2 separate regions of the Danio rerio genome follow, and region 1 is linked to region 2. The links are chromatin contacts, called in public Micro-C maps. All regions are on one chromosome and are shown on one strand. The core of a region is the stretch at or near the end of the contact, and the rest is flanking DNA. Distances in the headings are between cores, read along the strand shown.

Evidence for each region. A called contact is a pair of places that touch in the nucleus more often than the background predicts.
Region 1: a Micro-C map of caudal fin shows a contact between it and region 2, with 8 times the contacts expected there. The contact joins two enhancer-like sites. A contact is called at or near these places in 3 of 18 Hi-C or Micro-C datasets (caudal fin, embryo and hematopoietic stem cells).

The regions. Positions count from the first base shown.
Region 1 is chr14:43,326,718-43,331,215 of GRCz12tu, forward strand. LOC137487609 (a long non-coding RNA gene) reads left to right here. Exons shown (of 5, transcript XR_012389924.1): 2 at 32-86. Among named protein-coding and RNA genes, the nearest start is that of mir145, 9.2 kb to the right of the region's middle. Within about 2 kb of position 2,999, at least 11 of the 62 cell types and tissues checked have an H3K27ac peak or open chromatin away from gene starts, as enhancers often do.
Region 2 is chr14:43,275,915-43,280,828 of GRCz12tu, forward strand. It overlaps fbxo38 (F-box protein 38), which reads left to right. Exons shown (of 21, transcript NM_001433086.1): 18 at 1,598-1,743; 19 at 2,489-2,592. Among named protein-coding and RNA genes, the nearest start is that of fbxo38, 27 kb to the left of the region's middle. Within about 2 kb of position 2,562, at least 17 of the 62 cell types and tissues checked have an H3K27ac peak or open chromatin away from gene starts, as enhancers often do.

The DNA of each region.
Region 1 (4,498 bases), core at 1,749-4,248, 51 kb after region 2:
CTGACGTGTTCATCTTTATCTCTCATTTCAGAGTAATCAGAAAGGAAAACGCAACACGAAGGCAATGTGGACTACTGACACCTCAAGTGAGATCACATTCCCTTACTTACATTGTGTGTGTGAATGTGTGAACTTGTTTATGTGGGTTATAAGGACACCATTTTTTAAAGTGAGATGGTAATGACCTAATTGTACTCTGTTGAGGTGGTTTCAAAACATAATTCAAAACATTTAAAAATCAAACCTAACAGTTTCTTTTGACATTTAATTTGTCACAGGTCATTTCATAAAATAAAATACATTAGGCCTATTGAAATCGTATGCAAGTTAGTGTGTGCTTTATTCAAACCCTTTTCCACCTCAGTATAAAAAAAAGATAATAGAAAAAGTAATTGCCGCATTTGTGTCAGCGTGAGACTTTATAAGTCAAAAAGTACATTTTGTATCTTCTAATCTTAAAATAATGACAGTATTTTTAACATATTTCTTACAATATACCTTTGAAATGTTTTGAAAAATCTTAATTGTGACTAAATTCAACAATGTGGCTTCATATTTTGAAAAAATATTATCATTATCTAAATTATTATGAGGACACGTTCCCTTAAATTATTTTTCTTTGTGTACTTGTTTTTGTGGTTTATGAGGACACCATTTTCATAGTGAGATGGTAATGACCTAATTATACTCTATTAAGGTGGTTTACAAGGATATGCCCTGCGTCCTCATAATTCAACACACTTAGAAAATATTACTTAACAGGTTTTTTTGACATTCAATTTGTAACAGGTTTCCTGTGAGACTTTGGTTAAGGCATGATCATATAATAAGCAATTTCATAGTATAAAATACATTATGCCTATTGAAACCATATATGCAAGTAAGTGTGTGTTTTATTCAAGCCCTTTTCCACCTCAGTATTAAAAGAAATCTAAAACGTAATTGCCACAGTTGACAGTGACATTATATTTTAAAACATGAGACTTTATATATCAAAAAATATTTTTTTTAATTAATAATAATTATTATTAAGTATTTCAATCATATTTCTCAAAATTTGCCTTTTAAATGTTAATTGTGACTAAATTAAAAAATGTGGCTTATATCTTTAAAAAAATTATCTTAATTATTATGAGGACACACTGCCTTACTTCCATTGTCTTCGTTTGTTTACCTGTTTATGTGGTTTATGAGGACACCATTTTCATAGTGAGATGGTAATGACCTAATTGTACTCTATTAAGGTGGTTTTTGAGGACATGCCCTGCGTTCTCACAATTCAAAACACTTAAAAATCATACTCAACAGGGACTTTTGACATTCAGAAGTTTCCTGTGAGAATTAGGTTTAGGGGGAGGGTAGGGTTAGGCCAGATAGTAAGTAGTTTTTATAGCATCAAATTTGTCTCTTGAAACTAAATATGCAAGGTTGTGTGTGTGTTATTGAAGCCTATTTCCACCTTGGTATAAAAAACGATCCTAATAAAAGAAGCAACTGCCACAGTTGTGACAATGTATTTTCAAACCTGAGATTTATATGTCAAAAAGTACACTTTATGTCTTCTAATGTAAAAAAGGCAGTATTTCAAACTAAATTTAAAACAAATTTAACAATGTGGCTTCATATTGTAAATTTGACAATATTTGACACTTTTAAATGTGTATGTTTTTAAATCTGACAATTGTGACTGTAATTTACAGCAGACTTTATGGCTTTATATTTCGCATCTCAGAGTTTTATCTATTAATTATGATGCTTTTCCACACTGACTGCTTACATGACTTTGTCTCAAAATGTAATTATATGTCATAATCAGGATTATAAGTCACATTTAGCTCTTAATATCTTACAACTGAATATTCAATTCAATTCACCTTTATGTGTACAGCGCTTTTACAATGTAGATTGTGTCAAAGCAGCTTCACATAGAAGATCATAGTAAATTGAAACAGTGTCAATCAGAATAAATCGCAATATATATCACATTTGAGACTTTAAATCCTGCAACTGTGACATTATAACAGTGCAATGGCTTGCTTTATATCCAAAGATGCCTTTTTGAGTAGTGAAATATTTAAAACTAATGAAGATAACAGAAGTCAATGATTTATTTGAATGATTTCCCCTGACATGTTTACTGTTCTAAAATATAGTAAATGTTTCTTAACTATATTGTTTTCAATGGGGAAAAGTGGTAGTTTTTACTCAGACATTTAAACGGATATTGTGTAATAATCACAATACCATAAACCGTGATATTTTTATCCAATGTTTTTATACCGTCAGAATCTTACACTGGCCCATTCATTCATTTTCTTTTCGACTCAGTCCCTTTATTAATCTGGAGTCGGAAAGAACCGCCAACTTATCCAGCATATGTATCACGCAGCGGATGCCCTTCCAGCTGCAACCCAACGCTGGGAAACACTCATACACTCAAATTCACAAATACACTACGGACAATATATGTAGCTCACCCAATTCACACCATGCCTTTGGACTATGGGGGAAGCCAGAGCACCCGGAGGACACCCACGTCAACACATGGGAGAACATGCAAACTTCACACAGAAACGCCAACTGACGCAGCCAAGCTCGAATTAGTGACTTTCTTGCTGTGAGACGATCATGCTACCCACTGTGCCACAATGACGCCTACTCTGGCCCATGCCTACTCAAATCTTAGTTTATAGTGACTTCATACCTCTTAACCGTGCCTCTTTATCTCACAATCGAACTCTAAATAAATCTCAGTGTGATTTTCTTTAGCTTCACCACACAGTTAACCTGTGCTGATAGATGGAAACAGGCTTCAACTGTATTCCTACAAGGAAGACTAAGTGGACGTTTTCCCTTTGTTGTACTCAGAATTAGGTCACCGTGCTTGATTTCAGTCTATAAACAGCAGCAAAGTGGAGCCAGACGTGCTTGTCAGCCGAGCCCTTGAGTCCCGCTTGTACTGTAAACTGTAAACAGTAACGTGTGGATAGGCTGCATATCTGTCTGTTAATGCATCTCTCTCCATTAACCACCACACTGCTGAGAAAGCCATTAGAGAGCTGTGTCAGAGTCAGCCAGTGATCCTGCATAATCGGACACGGCGAAGTGAAATCCATCCTCCAAATATATAGACGGATTTGCCTGTCTGTGAGAATGAGCTCAGCTCTGGGTGCTGTACGGTAGCATTTTGTGGTTTCCACACACCACAGCGTCAGACTGTGCTGAAGCCTGGATTTACTGCTATGCAGATGCCAGTGCACTGTTATCATGTGACCTCTGTCCTCCTTATTCAGGCCCATAGCCAGCCTGGTGAAAGGGGTAATTCTTTTTTTTCTCAAAAAAGTGGATCTTTTTGCAGTTTTCTGCCTCATTTTCTATTTAATTATGATATTTTAATACTGCATTTAAGTGACATTTTAAGCACTACTTTTTGCTGGATTAGCTTGGCGGATGGTGATCAAAACCACACTTTTTGATGTGTCAAAACCATATCCTAAAGATTTAGAATAAAGAAATATGAATAAATACTTATTTTTTTAATACATATTTATTACATCATATATCTTTAGAAAAAAATATAGAAATCTATTGTCATTTATTAAGAAAATAACAAACTGGCCAGCATGTTCAGAATTTGGCCTTTAGAATAAGAAATTTATAATTCATGCATCACAACAACTGCCAATTTGGTATTCAAATTAGTTTTACAGTTTTTTACAATGGCTATGACACTTTTTTCAATACATTTAACAAGTTTGCTAAACTCTTAATGCAGCAACACACCTAAAATACACAATTGGCAAAACAGTTAATTTAATGCTCAAAATCACACATTATAAACTAAACCTCTAAACTACTTTTCAAAATACAATAATAAACGAACACACTACACCATGTATAACAAAACCCTGCAATCATGTTTCAAAATGAAATAATTGTTCAAAACACAAACACATGTTCTCTTCCAACATAAACATTCAGTCAATCAGAAAACACTGACAATAAAAACACTATCATCAGCTGACATTACAGAAACTCCATTGGTTTATGTGTCAGCTCTGCCCTTATATTTGAAGTCTCGTTGCAGTTTTGTTTCGTTGGGTTAAGTAAATGCATGCATTTTCTTTCGTTTACGGCAAAAATTCTATACAAAACGAAGAAAAAAAATTGCTTTATAAAATTTACATATATATACATTTATTCATTTATTTATTTATATAACCGCAATATGATGTTTCTCATTGGCAATTGAATAAAATACAGGGAATATATTTGTGTTTCAATTCACAATTAGAACAGCTGTTCACTTTGACTTTATCCTATATAATTTCTGTTTAGAACATGGTGTTATCTGTTCTGACATACTGTGTTAAAGTATTTGTAAATTTGACTGTAAAATTACATTGTTTTGTTCTTGGTTGTGCTTGTGTGTAAAAGAAGTTAAAGCATTTTAAATTTGTGTTAACTGGATGCATTTTGTGTCAAAACAACAAGAAAT
Region 2 (4,914 bases), core at 1,312-3,811:
AAGAAAAAAAAAAATTCTTTGTGGAAGAATTGTACAGTCAGTGGAGCTGCAGATAAAACAAACTGATACTGTAACGTTATAATGTGTGCAAAAGTGAAATCGGCAGAGACATTAAACATCTGTCAACATCTATGCATAATCATTCATTTCTTTTCGGCTAAGTTCCTTTATCAATCTGGAGTTGCCACAGTGGAATGAACCACCAATTTATCCAGCATATGATTTACGCAGTGGCTGCCCTTCCAGCTGCTACCCAGCACTGAGAAACATCCATACACTCTCTTTCACACACACACAATAGGGACAATTTAGCTTACCCAATTCACCTGTATTGCATGTGTTTGGACTGTGGGGGAAACCGGAGCACCCGGAGGAAACCCACGCCAACATGGGGAGAACCCAGTCATGGCTCGAACCAGCAACCTTCTTGCTGTGAGGCAACAGTGGTACTCACTGTGCCACTGCGCAACCTTCTATGTAATGTATTTCCACATGCACTAAAAGCATCCTCTCCTGATACTGTCTGTGAACCCCCCACAAGCATCAATCCCCTCAATCAGCACAGCTATGTTCTGCTAAATCCTCCACAAGCACCAAACCATCAACACAGCCACATTCTGCCCCAGCAAGTCAGTTTCAAACATAAAAAACAAAAAAAAACAAACAAACTTTGTGTCTGTTTTGTGGCAGGCAGATGACAATAGCAGGGCTGTATCTTTTAGTATTATATAGAATACTTTTGTTCTGCCAGATCTCCCAGGCAGGGTTTGTTTAGATTAATTTAGTTAATATTAGTTTTTGGAATTCTGTGCATTGGAAAGAAGTTCTTTCAGAAGAAGAACAGTTTTTTGAAGTATTATTTGTTTTTATTCTGTCTATTCAGTGTCCTTCAACACGAACGGTGGTGGTGGGGTTCATAATATTCACAATCGTATTTTATTAGTTGTTGGTTTAACCATGGATGAGATAATGGCTTCTATGTTATTTTCTTTTCAATGACATTTCTTATCACATGTTCAAAAACAACAACCAATATTGCATGTCTATAATTTATATAATGGGTAAAATTAAACAATACTTTCACTATAATGTAAATTAGAAGTGTAATAGAAAAATTATAGATTTTTGCGCCATTTTGAATTTTACTCGAATACAAATACAAATACTTTCCCCCCCCTCAACAAATACAAATACCGGCTGCTCTGCACATCCCTAATATATATATATATATATATATATATATATATATATATATATATATATATATATATATATACACACACACACACACACACACACACACACAGCGAGTACACATACATTATGTAAATTGAAAAAAATTTTTGGATGTGCATAATTGCAATTAATCAACTGACGCCACTAATTATTCGAATTTATTTGATGTTGATTTTGTTTAGTTTTTTTAGAATTCAGTAATTTTTTTAAACCACATGCAACTATTTTCCAGCAAATGTGTCATAGCTTAATACATATAATTTAATAATTATGTATAATACTTTTTGAGCCCTGTAAAAGCGTTTGGGATATTTAAGGCACAGTTTGTTGCATTTATGCTGTTTTCAACATTCCTCTCCAGATTGACTCTTTGGCTTTGGAGAAAAAGCTTTTCAGTGGTCCGTATCCATACCACATTGCCATTATCCACGAGTTCAGCAACCCACCCAATGTCAGGAATAAGGTGCGCGTTCGTAGCTGGATGGACACCATTGCCAACATTAGTCAGTGAGTGAACTGCATCATTCATAATACAATACACAACACTAAAAGGTTTCTTTACACTTTATTTATTTAAGAGGGGGAAAATTCATGTTGACTTTCCATGCCTGTCCTGCTTTGTATACAATCAATGAAGAGACCACTTCACATTTCTCTGGATTTATGATTTATAGTTATGTGTTTGAGTATAATATAATTTTTGTTTTATTCTGCAAACATCTCATGACATTTTCTTCCCAGTATAAAATACATGTTTTCATTTAGAGCTGTTTTTGTTTGTAATAAAATAATAATAAAAAAAGTTCTTCTTTATGTCTTTTAACTCATTATTTGTATTTGAAATTTGTAGGAAATGTTATCAGATTTGTTAATTAATTATAGAATTAAAACGTTATGATTTTTTACACAAGCCATACTCAATAAATCCAGTGAATATGTCTTTTAAGTTGTCTTTAAATTTTTATTTTTCATAGTTTTCATATGAAAAGCTTACATATTTTATTTCATCTTGTTGCATAGATTTAAAAATATATTTGTTTAGTGTTTTAGATGCATATTACAATCTCTATAAAGCTGTATTTTTGCAAAGTTGTAATAATTTCTAGTTTTTCAGTAGCGTACTTCTTTAGACTTATAATAATTCACAAAAAATGTACCTTTCCAAATCTGCTTCCTGCTTTGTCCACCAGATGGCACTGTTTTCTTACCATGGTTAACTCACCAAGCTGCTTTTTGTTTATCCTTTCACAAGAGAACTCATCAAGTATGAATTCTTTCCGGAGGCCACACGAACGGAAGAGGATGTGAAGAAGTATCCCAGCTATCCCTGGGGCAGAGACATCTACACATTAGAGGGTGAGAGGAAACAGAGCCCTTAGAGACCAGATCCAAACCCCCCTCACTCATTTCCTCTGGAAACATGGTCATACTGAAGAGTGTGAGAGAGAGCGAGAAATTTACAGTCATATTTACATTGCCCAAATCCCTTACATGGGGTTATTTATCTAAAAGGGATAGTTCACCCAAAACTGAACATTCCTTCATCATTTACTCACCCTTTACTTGTTCTAAACTTATTTAAGTTTCTTTCTTCAGGTGGCATGGTGGCTCAGTGGTTAGCAATGTTGTATCCCAGCAAAAAGGTTACTGGTTCGAGCCCGGCTGGGCCAGTTGTTGTTTCTATGTGGAGTTTGCATGCTCTCCCAGTGTTGGCGTGGGCTTCCTCTGGATGCTCCTGTTTCCTCCACAGTCCAAAAACATGCGCTTTAAGAGAATTTAATAAGCTAAATTGGCCGTATTGTATGAGTGTGTGTGAATGCGAGAGTGTGTGGGTGTTTCCCAGTACTGGGTTGCAGCTGGAAGAGCATTCGCTGTGTAAAACATGCCGGAATCATTGGCGCTTCATTCTGCTGTGGCGACCTATGATCAATAATGGGACTAAGCCAGGCATGTTTAAACTCTGTCTTGGAGGGCCGGTGTCCTGAAGGGGTTAGTTCCTATCCCAATCAGACACACCTGGGCTAGCTAATTAAGCTCTTTCTAGGCTATCTAAAAACATCCTTGCAGGTGTGTTGAGGCAAGTTGGAGCTAAAATCTGCAGGACACCGGCCCTCCGTGACCGAGTTTGTCCACCCCTGGACTAAGCCGAAGAAAAATGAATGAGGTTTCTTTCTTCTGTTGAAAGCATAAGAATATATTTTCAAGAAAGCTTGAAACCTGTACCCATTGACATTTGTAGTATTTGTTGTTCTATATTAGTCAGTGGTTGCAATTTTCAGCTTTCTTCAAACATCTTCTTTTGTGTTCAACAGAATATAGAAACTCATAAATGTTTGGAACCACTGACTAACTAGTGATAAATGTACAGTTTTGGGTGAACTCTTTAAGGCAAGACAATGCAGGTGAATATGGTAAAAAAAAATAATGCTGGGCAATTTTTTTTTTGCGATTAATCATATGCAAAACAAAAGTTTGTTTTGACATATTTTAAGTGTATGTACTGTGTATATTTATTGTGTAATACACACATCCATGCGTATATTGCAAAAATGTGTATAGATATAGATATAAAATGTGTATGTCATACAAATAATACATACATTTTAATGTCTATGTAACAAAATTGTTTTGCATAGTTTTTTTTTTTTCTGTATGTTTGCATCACATATACATAATAAGCATATAAAATACACACATATATTGTTAAAACAAACTTTTGTTTTAGATGTGATCAAGCTTTGCCTAGCACTAAAAACATATTAGAGTCAAGGGTTTTACAGAGTGGATTTTGGAAATCTTTTGTTTTCACTCATCAATTCAGAAAATACTGGGTGGGGGAAAAAACATTTTTGTAGAATAAAACGTTTCTCTTTAGGCAAATGATGTATAAACATAAGCCTCTGTAAAAATCTTCAGAGTACATATATGAATAATTGGAAGGTTTAGTTTAAGCTAAAACAGAGATTTAAAAAAAAAAACTTGTTTTAAAACAAAAATAGATATTTAAAAATAGAATTTAAATAGAATTAAATATAAATTTAAATATTTTTTATAGAATTAAAAATAAATGTAAAAATATTTTGTGGTTAAAATGTACTGATTCTATTTGGTGAAGTATGACAAAAGCATTTAAAAGTATATTTTGAATTTGTTTGTTCTTTACTCTAGACTATGAAAATACTTAAAGTTGCTGTGAAGTGCTTTGAAATGTGCATTGTTATTTAATGTTTGACGTAATCTTAACCAAAACACGAAGAGAGGGTGGGACAGTAGCTCCTCCCCTTTTATAAAAACAGCCAATAGGGTTTTGTTTTATCACAGCTCTTCCAGTGAGAGTGATTGAGCTCAGCTGCATCAAATGAAAAGCAAATTTGAATTGTCTTAAAGGGGGCGGGGCATGTCAGATACTAGAAAGCATTTGATTGGTCATGATTTGATGAGAAACTGAAGTATGAGGTGACGTGAAAAAAAAAAAGTTGATCCATTTTGGCGTAATTGAAAAACTACAAGCTTTACATGTTTATATCAGTTTTATATCTTCTAAATGTGAATTTTGTCACTGTTTTAGAGTGCACTAGCTTATAGATATCCTAAAAATGAACAATACTGATGCTAAAAATATATATATATTTAAATTTTATGGGACCTTGAAACTCAAAAAAACAGAAAATCTGTTTT